Regions from separate parts of the Mus musculus genome. Here regions 2 and 3 are each linked to region 1. Evidence: chromatin contacts called from public HiChIP or PLAC-seq and promoter capture Hi-C data. All regions are on one chromosome and are shown on one strand. The core of a region is the stretch at or near the end of the contact, and the rest is flanking DNA. Distances in the headings are between cores, read along the strand shown. Region 1 holds the start of 3110067G11Rik (RIKEN cDNA 3110067G11 gene). Region 2 holds the start of Miga1 (mitoguardin 1). Region 3 overlaps Miga1 (mitoguardin 1).

What was found. HiChIP or PLAC-seq counts read pairs in DNA pulled down with a chosen protein or histone mark. Capture Hi-C pulls out chosen DNA fragments and counts their contacts.
Region 2: a contact with region 1 is called in a promoter capture Hi-C map of liver. The contact joins the promoter of Miga1 here to the promoter of 3110067G11Rik in region 1. A contact is called at or near these places in 5 of 39 promoter capture datasets (the C10 cell line, liver, macrophages and 1 more), 1 of 15 datasets of contacts at CTCF or cohesin (pro-B cells), 12 of 484 Hi-C or Micro-C datasets (CD4 T cells, CD8 T cells, the G1E-ER4 cell line and 8 more), 7 of 115 datasets of contacts at active chromatin or transcription factors (the 230-238 cell line, the SCID.adh cell line, effector CD8 T cells and 3 more) and 2 of 9 other capture datasets (adipose tissue and liver).
Region 3: a FOXA1 HiChIP or PLAC-seq map of pancreatic cancer cells shows a contact between it and region 1. The contact joins the enhancer-like site here to the promoter of 3110067G11Rik in region 1.

What each region holds. Positions count from the first base shown.
Region 1 is chr3:152,488,007-152,491,633 of GRCm38.p6, reverse strand. It overlaps 3110067G11Rik (RIKEN cDNA 3110067G11 gene), which reads left to right and starts at 2,067. Exons shown (of 1, transcript NR_165813.1): 1 at 2,067-3,627. All of the region lies in intron 10 of Ak5 (adenylate kinase 5), which reads left to right.
Region 2 is chr3:152,338,760-152,342,186 of GRCm38.p6, reverse strand. It overlaps Miga1 (mitoguardin 1), which reads left to right and starts at 1,780. Exons shown (of 16, transcript NM_174868.4): 1 at 1,780-1,935.
Region 3 is chr3:152,313,904-152,317,465 of GRCm38.p6, reverse strand. The region is part of intron 7 of Miga1 (mitoguardin 1); the gene reads left to right. Among named protein-coding and RNA genes, the nearest start is that of Miga1, 25 kb to the left of the region's middle. Within about 2 kb of position 1,650, at least 38 of the 459 cell types and tissues checked have an H3K27ac peak or open chromatin away from gene starts, as enhancers often do. A contact at or near this core is called in pancreatic cancer cells, where this site is marked.

The DNA of each region.
Region 1 (3,627 bases), core at 818-3,317:
TTCTTCCCTCCATGAAAGTATGCAGACACTAGAAGACTGTCACACTGTCTTGGCCTCAACCTGTATTTTCAAACACCTGACCACTCAGGATGGGAGAGAAAAGGAAGCAGACATTGCGGACATACTTGCCAAGAGAGCTCTGAACACACACATCACAAACTGAGACCTTATCTAAGGGTGTTGTGTCCTGAGAGCGAAGCCACTTAGTTACATAAACTTCACAGTACAAAGGGATTCCATGTCTAGTGGCAGTCTCTCTTTCTTCTTTTCTTTCTTTCTTTCTCTCTTTCTTTCTTTCTTTCTTTCTTTCTCTCTTTCTCTCTTTCTCTCTTTCTCTCTCTCTGTCTCTCTCTCTCTTTCTCTCTCTCTTCCTTTCTTTCCTCCTTCCTTTCTTTCTTCCTTCCTTTCTTTCTTTCTTTCTTTCTTTCTCTCTTTCTCTCTTTCTCTCTCTGTCTCTCTTTCTCTCTCTCTCTTCCTTTCTTCCTTTCTTTCCTCCTTCCTTTCTTTCTTCCTTTCTTTCTTTCTTTCTTTCCTTCCTTCCTTCCTTCCTTCCTTCCTTCCTTCCTTCCTTCCTTCCTTCCTTTCTTGTCTTCTTCAAGTTTTTAAATGATTTCCTCCAAGAAGCAGTACTGTTGACTTGGTGGTCGTTTGGAATGCCATATTACCATGAGAAAGACAAAAATACAAATCTATGCCCAGGACTGACCTCCCAGTCTCCACCTCCTTCCCCATGGGCAGAGATCCTTCTGGAAGCCATAGAACACTGACTGGGACGCCGGTCCAGTTTGACCTGAACCCATACTAACAGCTGACTGTGGTCAACATCGTGGTGAACCCTGCAGCATGAAGAGACTACCAGACTTATCACAACGAGTGCCTCCATTTCTGGGGTTCTGTCTGTTTGTTGTATGTGTTCAATAGCGTGTACGTCCCCCTTGAGTGTTCTGTTTTAATGAGATATATCACGACTATGTCTATGGCTGTGGTTGGTTTGGGCTGAATTGCACAATCTCAGATTTCTCAGGACAGAGAGTAAACAGTGTTTTAAAAGTCTCTGCTAGCTGACATTTGGGCCAGATCCTGTGCCCCAATTTAGCACATAAAATAATGAAGCTCTTCATTAAACAGAGTTTTAAATAGTGACTCATGTTTGCTGTCATACAAGCATACTTTCTTGGATGTTTCTGATGGCAAACCTGTGGGGCTACAGTTTTCACCTGGCTCCCTGTGACCACTGGCTGATAGAATATGTGATGTTTGTCTGAATTCCAAGTCTGCCTCACTCCAGCAGGGAGGGCCAGAGGGCCTTACAGGTGGGGGTCGGAGCAGTACCAGGGCACCTGTGCCTCTTGGCATAGTGTTCTCTATTGTAGAGAGCTTCTGTTTCTAAGGCTGCTACAAACATTGCAGGCCCTATTTCAAACAAAGCAGACATGTATTAGATAACACAGCAAGCCAATAAACCTGGGAAAATGGGGACTTTCTTCAGGATGGCATGCAGGGACTCTCAGGCATATTTCATCTCTGAACCCCCAGTCTTACTTTCTTCCCACCAGCTTGACAGAGAACACTAGCAGTTCCTCCCATCTGCTGTGAGAGGAACGGCCGAGCCTTCGGTAAGGGGATGAGGACTTTATTAGCTATCACAGCAGTTACTTGTTCACCATGGCCTTTATCTCAGCATTATTACACTGTAATTAAGAAGAGAGAGATGAGCAAGCCTCTCTGGGCTGCCGCCAGCTCCAGGGCAAACCTTTTCTTGCTCCGGTCCTCCAGAAAAGCAAGCTCTCAGGCAGGCACAGCCCACAGTCACCTGGGGGATCTTTTAAAGACCGACCTACCTTCCTTCCTTCCTTCCTTCCTTCCTCCCTTCCTTCCTTCCTTCCTTCCTTCCTTCCTTCCTTCCTTTCTTTCTCTTTCTCTCTCTTTCTTTTTTCTCTCTCTCTCTATCTCTCTCTCCCTCTCTCTCCCTTCCTCCCTTCCTTCCTTCCTTCCTTCCTTTTTTTTTTCTTTTTTAATAATGAGAATTTTCAAACTTCCAACAAAGCTGGGAGCATTTTTATGGTGAGCATTGTGTATCTGTCAACTAAGTTCTGTGGTTAGCATTTTGCCAGGTCTTGTTTTCTCACAGCTCTGTCTATCAGACCCCCATTTTTTTCTATACATTTCAAGATGCATTGCAAATTACTGCCCCCTTTTCTTGGGGAATCTTCTAAACTTTCAAGTCTTCCAGTGTCAGCTGTAGACATTCATAGATATTTTTTTCTGGTCTGGGATTTTTCCCCCATCCTAAGTCTCTTCGTTCACTGCAGTAACCGTGCTGATGGAGCCCCTGCCAACCAAGATTGTGCCAGTTCCACAGTAAAGAGAAAACCCAGGCAGCCAAATACTGACTGAACAGAGCTCTAGAAGTAGTTTATGGCTGCGAATCATTAGTGGAGTGCCTGCCTGGAATGCCATGGTGAGATCACATGACCAGACAGGACTTCTCACCTCATGACCATGTCATGAAATAGAAAATGAGTGAGCCAGCATTGCAGTCACCTTCAGGGCACACATCCCAAAGACCTCAAGTCTACTGCTAAGTCCCACCTCTTAAACTCCCTACTACCTTCCACAGTGCCAGGCTGACGGCTCAAGCCTTCACCTCATGAATGAGCCTTTAGAGAATATTCCAGACCTAACTTTTAACATGTCAGGATTAGAATCCTTCCATGGACGGGAGCACAGTGAAAGGAAGGCTAGGTGACTATGGTGTAACACACCCAAAGTAGGGACCCCTTTGTGGAATCCAGTTAAGGAACCAGGCCATGGAGGTAAAGGGACCCTTAGCGCGTTATAGAGGTCAGAGCTGTCTGATTTACTTAGCTTGTGTGATCACGTCAACAACTTAATTAGAGCCAGGATGTAGGAACTTTGTGACCTCAGAAAAGAGATCAGTCAATGCTCTCCCAACCACTTAGCAGGTCCAAAGCAACGAGTCCTTGTGCTGTGTACAGGACTGCCTCACGGAACGCTCATCACCCAGTCATTGGCCCAGCAGTTGCCCGGTACCTCCTAGATTCTAGGCCCTGATAATAAGGAAGCAGGCCTGTTACTCTCTGGGTCTCAGCCCAATCTAAAGTCTTACATGACCCACAGCTGACCCTGTCACTGGCATGTTTCACCCAAATGCCTGTCAGAGGCTTTCAGAGCTTGTAGAAATGTTGACTAGCGTAAATAGATAATTTCTTAGTCACTCCAGGCTGCAGAGCATTGAACACATTGACCCTCAGCTTAGCAAAGCCTCATGGTGGCTGTAGGAGGTGACAAGTGACTTGTGGGCCCTGGGTGGCTCAGACTCACAGTTAAGAAGCAAAATAGCTTTTCTCTGAAAGGAGTCATTCAGTCACAAAAACATGAACTCTGGGCTGAGACCACTTCCATTTAAAGAGAAGGATTTCAAGGGTAGGAATGGATAGATTTTGAGAAAGAAAGAAAAAAAAAACCAGAGCGATTACCTAGAAATAGGATAGGTTGGTTTGCAAAAGGTACTTAGTACTGCCAAAGGTATGGTTACAGAGGCTATTTACCTTTAAAGATGTGGGAAATCATGCTACAGTTTAAAGATGTGTCTAATTACTGTAA
Region 2 (3,427 bases), core at 531-3,030, 150 kb after region 1:
ATCAGAAGTTCAAAGTCACCCATGGCTAAGTAGAGAGTTCAAGAACTGTGTGGTATACATAAGACCTTGGCTCAGAATAAGCAGAAGTCACGCTCACAAAGAGAGAATGTGTGAAAGCACGGCGTGGTGGCACACGCTCTTAGACCCCGAACTCAGAAGGCAGAGGCAGGTGGATCTCTGTGAGTTGAAGGCCAGCCTGATCTACAAAGAGAGTTCCAGAACAGCCAGAGCTATGCAGAGAGATGCTGTCTCAAAAAAAAAAAAAAGAAGAAGGAGAAGAAGAAGAAAATATTTGAAATATATATAAGTATATAGAAATATGTAAAGCTTATAAGAGGCATGCATACAAGTATTTATATAATATATATATATACATATATATATATGTACATATACATATATTTCTAGAAAACAGTAACAAAACACACACATACACACAACACCAGAGCAAAATCTCCTTTTCAGAAATTCTTGAGATTGTGTCAGAACTCTAAGCATATCCCACCGAGTCCTAAGTCACCTCCCCACCTCATTCAGGAACCAAGGTCCTCTTTGGTTGGCCTTTGCTGGGGAGGCGACTCCAGGACACTGTCAGCTGGGGCCAGCAACTGATGCAGGTGTTTAAACAGGCGTGATGGCTGCTTTGATGAGAGACGATGTATTTTACATGTTTGTAAGTGTGCAGGTAGCCTTCAAAGCCATCAGAGAACATTCCATCCTCATGGAACCAGAGTTCTGGACTGTTGTGAGCTGCCTGCTGTGGATAGTGGGAATCTTGTACAAGAGAGATGAGCGCTTTTAACTGAGCCAGATCCTTAATGTTTGATTTTTTCTTTTTTTTTTTTTTTTGTTTTGTTTGCTTTTGGAGATAGGATTTTTGTGTGTAGCCTCGGCTATCAGAGTTAGCCTCAGACTCACAGAGATCCGCCCATCTCTGCCTTCTGAGGGCTTAAGGTATGCACCACCACACAGCTCTGATGGTTGATTTTTAACCCTCAATCTAGAATACTTCATTCTTAACTTCATTGCTAGTCTTAGGTTGCTAAATTTAGTGGAAGATTAAAAATAAAAGAATTAAAATAATAATAATGCATCATTTATATATGGTCCATTCATCCTGCCTGTTACCCTCACTTACTTGAGGGCTGAGGGGCTGTGATAGAACTTGCTTGGTTGCTTGGTGGAGGAATTAATTAAACAGCCTCATATGCTCAGCATAAACTCTACCAAGGACCTACATTTCCAGCCCAGAAATTCTTAATTTGGGATCCACGATGGGTTTCTGGGCCTCAAAATGGTGTGCATGTGCGTCTGTGCACCTGTGTGCGGTGTGTGTTTGTAATGTTTACTTTAATAAATAATGTTTGTTTGTTTGTTTGTTTGTTTTGGTTTTTCGAGACGGGGCTTCTCTGTAGCCCTGGCTGTCCTGGAACTCACTTTGTAGACCGGACTGGCCTTGAACTCAGAAATCCGCCTGCCTCTGCCTCCCGAGTGCTGGGATTAAAGGCGTGTGCCACCACGCCTTAGCTCTGGCCATTTTTTATAGGAAAAACCTCCATCGTTTTAGTCAGATTCTCTGAACGGTCCTATAGTCCTAAGAAGTTACCAACTCCTCTGACAAGGTTTATTTATATAAAGGGCTGCCATTCTCCACTGAGCAGCAGGCTAAGCCAGAGCCCACTGCCCTGAACAAACATGGCGGGAGCGGCCTCGCACGTAGCCCCTCACGCAGTCCGCCCGCGGCCCCTCCACTTTCCTTACCTTTGCGTCGTGACCCCGGAAGAACTCCGCCTCCCGCAGCCAGAGGCTGCTAGGTGCGGGCTGCGGCTGGGAGACCGAGGAGGCTCAGGTGCTGGCGGGCGCGGGGCAGAGCGGGCGACGGGCCGGGGACCACACCGCTCGGAGCGCGGGGCCCGCAGAGCGGAGAGAACGGCGGTGAGCGGGGACGGGGACAGCGCGGGCGGCGGGGACCTTAGCAGCTGCCTGGGTGCTGATGACGCCCGTCACGGGGCGGCTGCGGAGAAGCCGTGGCCCGCTCACCAGAATTCTTGAGCACCTGCTCTTTTGGGAGCCGCCCAGACATCTTGTTTTTAGAATGATTGTTTTTATTCGGCCAGCGTCTCACCCTGCAACCCAACAGACTGCGTGTCTGGAACTCACTTCAGAGACCACGCGGGGGCTCCCGCTGGTGGTAATCCTCCTGCCTCAGCCTCCCTAGTGATGGGATTATAGGCGTGACCACTAGCCATCTTGGTTTTACACAGAGCTCACAGGCGATTATTGTTACCAGGTTATTGTCAGTAACGACTACTTATTCCATTGAAATATCTCCTCAGATAACAAGAGGAGTTGTTGCATGCGTGGTCTTAGCACGGGGCAGGTGGAGGCAGAAGGATCAGAGATTCAGGGTCGTTCTCGGTTACCTAGTGATTCCAGGCCTGCCTGGCCAGCATGGAACCCCTCGAGTGTGTGTGTGTGTGTGTGTGTGTGTGTGTACAGCCTCAGAGTTTTAAGTTGTGTATATTCGCACTTCGTGTCATATAGGCTCAGTAGCAGTTCACTTCTTGCTCTTAGAGTCAGAGTTGTAGAATAGAATTTCAGGATGTTAAAAATGAAAACTCCGGTGATTGACACTTTTAATAAACCAGTGCTTGGTGCATGCAAAGAGTGAGGTCATTTGCAGTGATGTTTTATGGTTTCTTTTACAAATTTGAATAGTCATAAAACTGCTTCCATGTTTATTTTCATTATACTTCTGTAAGAAACCGGAACGCCTACTGTGGAAGTTTGTCAGCTAGTGACGATCATGTTTAGATTCAGTTTCCTTGGTGATTTTCAGTAAGAAGAAACGAGGTATCTAGAATTCAAAAGTAAAGGTTTGTCCGGATTCTTTGAGCAAAGTGCTGTGCCAAGCTCAAATAAGCACTTCGTCACTGGTATTTTTTATTTTATTCCTTTAAATATATGAGTGTTTTGCTTGCATGCCCATGCACCAGGTACGACAGTCCGTGGAGTCCAGAGGAGGGTGTGGAATTCCTTGGAACTGGAGTTATAAATGGCTGTGAGCCACCATGCTGGTGCTGAGAATCAGCCCTGGCTCTTGAACAGCCAGTGCTCTGCACTGCCGACCCTTCTCTCTACCCTAGGGTATTTCTCAGTTATGAATGCACACAGTTGTGAGTGGATTTGTACTTTATAAATGCATCTTCTGTGAGCAGCTGGGTGCACTAACAACAGAGAACTCATAATTCTGTAAGTACCCAGACTCTAAAGCCGTGGTTCCATACCCGTGGCTGGTGACCCCCTGGTAGGTCACAGGGGTTGCCTAAGACCATCGGAACACACTGATACCTACATGGTGATTCCTAACAGTTATGAAGTAGCAAAGAAAATAACTTTGGTTGGGGTCACCACAACCAAATATGAG
Region 3 (3,562 bases), core at 401-2,900, 170 kb after region 1:
CTATGCAGACCAGGATGACCTAGAACTCAGAGGTGAGATTAAAGGCCTGAGAAGATTTCTTGAATGACATTTGGAAGGAAGGAATGATTTACCATCGTTTCTTCCTGTAAATCATCTAAGATTGAAGTGAGGGGCTGCGGGGCTGGAGAGCTCAGTGGTTAGGAGGCCCTGCTGCTCTTGCAGAGAACTCAGGTTTCACTCTGAGTGCCCACGGAGCAACTGGCAACTCCAGCCACAGGGATCCCACGGCTGTCGCTGACTTTCCCCTGAGACAAGGTTTCTCTGTGTAGCCCTGGTTGTCCTGGAACTTGCTCTGTAGACCAGATTAGCCTCGAACTCACAGAGATCCATCTGCCTCTGCCTCTGCCTCTGCCTCTGCCTCTGCCTCTGCCTCTGCCTCTGCCTCTGCCTCTGCCTCTGCCTCTGCCTCTGCCTCTGCCTCTGCCTCCCGAGTACAAGAGTCCATCTTCTTATCAGTATACTGTGTTTCCTAACCACGTCTAAAACTGAGCATTATCTTTGAATAGAAAGGTTAACGATGAACTCTTTGTGGGCAGTGTGTCTGCAGGAAATCATCACTGCAGCAGTGTAAGGAAGCCTGGAAGCCACATACTATAAAAATAAGAATTAATTCTGGGTGTGATAATTCCTTGTGAGGATCTTCCTTTCTGGATTTGTTGTTGTTTTGTTGTTTTGTTTTTTTCTGTTTCAAAGCTGGGATCTAATGGGGCTTGTACATGCTGCTTAGCCAGTGAGCTCTCGAGATCTACCTGTCTCCTTTCCCCTCGTGCAAGGGTTATACGCACACGTCACCACACCTGGCTTTTATGTGGGGGCTGGGATCCAAACCCAAGCCTGTACAACAAGCACTGGACTCCTGAGGCCCTCCCCGTTTTCTTTCCCTTTCCCTTTCCCTTTCCCTTTCCCTTTCCCTTTCCCTTTCCCTTTCCCTTTCCCTTTCCCTTTCCCTTTCCCTCTTTCTTTCTTTCTTTCTTTCTTTCTTTCTTTCTTTCTTTCTTTCTTTCTTTCTTTCTTTCTTCCTTCCTTCCTTCCTTCCTTCCTTCCTTCCTTTCCTTCCTTCCTTCCTTCCTTCCTTTCTTAATTTCTTAATTTATTTTTTTTTAAGATTTATTTATTTAGTGCTTGTGAGTACACTGTAGCTGTCTTCAGACACACCAGCAGAGGGCATCAGATCCCATTACAGATGGTTGTGAGCCACCATGTGGTTGCTGGGAATTGAACTCAGGACCTCTGGAAGAGCAGTCAGTGCTCTTAACCACTGAGCCACACCCCCACACCTGTTTTTTTTTAATAATGGGAAGATTTTCTTCCTTCATATGTGTGTGGTGCAGGTGCTGGGGATTGAACCTGGATCCTCTAGAAGAGCAGCAGGCTCTCTTAGCCGCTGAGCCCTCCATGTTTCTAAACTCTTCTGTACCGACATCTGACCCTTGGCTTAGTTACAGCAGATGTGTAACCACATTTCATGGATGGACGTTATGTTTCCTCAATGAGATGAAGGCTTGGGTCAGTTCTTTCCTAACAGCATGGACATTTCCTACCTCTGAGGGGCTTCTTGTTGACTGTGCTGTTGTCACTAGAGGGCAGCACGCCTCCTCCCCAGTCTGTGCTGTTGAGTCACTAGAGGGCAGCACGCCTCCTCCCCAGTCCAGAGAGCAGTGGCTCGTCAGTGCCGCTCTGTGCTGCTGGCTGGACTGGGCTTAACCCGAAGCACACTTATGGCACATTTGAGAGAGGCCTTGAAAGGGTGTTCACAAAACACTGAATAGTAGTGAAACTTTCCGTTATTGTGGAAGGTCTTCCACTTCCTTGTGTCTAGATATTTGGGACAGTATTTATTTATATTTTCTGTTTTTCAGATTGGTAGCAATCATGATTTTGTAATTGTGAAAAGAACATTTTTGAGCTATGTCTCCCTGTGTATCTAGTGCTGGCTTTGAACTTTCTTTAGCTCAGGCTGGCTCAGTCTTCCAAATGCTTCAATTACAAGTGTGTGCCACAGTGTCTGGCCAGCTGTTATAATGTTTTGTTTGTTTGTTCAAGACAGGGTTTTTCTGTGTAGCTCTGGCTATTCTAGAGCTCACTCTGTAGCCCAAACTGGCCTTGAACTCATAGATCTGCTGGCCTCTGCCTACCGAGGGCTGGGATTAAAGGCATTAGGTATTTAAAAAAATATTTGTACTCACACATATGTGTGTACAAGTTGTATGTGTGTATGTGGGTGCGTGTGCATGTGGGTGCATGTGTATGTGGGTGCATGTGTATGTGGGTGTGTGTGGGTGCGTGTGTATGTATGTGTGTGCGTGCGTGTGCATGTGGGTGCATGTGTATGTGGGTGCGTGTGTATGTGTGTGCTTGTATATGTGGGTGCGTGTGTATGTGTGTGCTTGTGTATGTGGGTGCGTGTGTATGTGGGTGCGTGTGTATGTGGGTGCGTGTGTATGTGTGTGCTTGTGTATGTGGGTGCGTGTGTATGTGGGTGCGTGTGTATGTGGGTGCGTGTGTATGTGGGTGCGTGTGTATGTGTGTGCTTGTGTATGTGGGTGTGTGTATGTGGGTGCGTGTGTATGTGGGTGCATGTGTATGTGGGTGTGTGTGTATGTGGGTGCATGTGTATGTGGGTGCGTGTGTATGTGTGTGTGTGTGTATGTGGGTGCGTGTGTATGTGGGTGCTTGTGTATGTGGGTGCGTGTGTATGTGGGTGTGTGCATGTGGGTGCGTGTGTATGTGGGTGCGTGTGTATGTGGGTGCATGTGTATGTCGGTGTGTGTATGTAGGTGTGTGTATGTAGGTGCGTGTGTATGTGGGTGCGTGTGTATGTGGGTGCGTGTGTTTGTAGGGCAGGAGCGGCATCAGGTCTAGAGCTGAAGTTTAGGCAGCTGTGGGCCGCTTGACTGTAGAGTTGGGAAACAGATTGGGTCATCTGGATGAGAGCGAGAACATTTAACTGCTGAAACATTTCCCCATCCTTCTTATGTATTTTTAAAACTTAATTAAAAAAATATTGCAAAAACTTATTTCCCAATGTGCAGTTGGCCAAACCTTTTGAGTGTGGCTACAGTTGTACGTAGACACAGCTAGTGTAGTTTAGTAGTTATGAACATGAGCTTTGGAGCAGAACAAGCATAGGTTAATATCCCGCCTCTACCCACCTTCCTACCTCCGAGGCCTTTCCTTAGACAACTTAGTTTATATATAAGATGTAGGATTAGCCTGGAACGGCTAATTAGCCTGGAATGCCAGCCTGGGCGGCCACAGCAGGAAGAGACCACAATGCCAAGGCCTGCCTGGGCTTCCGTAGTAAGTTCAGGAACAGACTGGTCATCTTTGTGTTCCCTGGTCTCAGAAAGGGAACGGAGGGCTGGTGCTGCGGCTCAGGGCAGCTTGGCTAGCAGGAGCCAGCGTCATCAGCCTGCCATGCCCTGCTCAGCAGGTGTGAGATTCAGATTATATTAGTTTCATGAGGGATTGCGGTGTCATGGTGAAGTAGGCAACTGCTGCCTCACGTTTCTGTTTATTATTGTATTTCTATTCCAGCTCT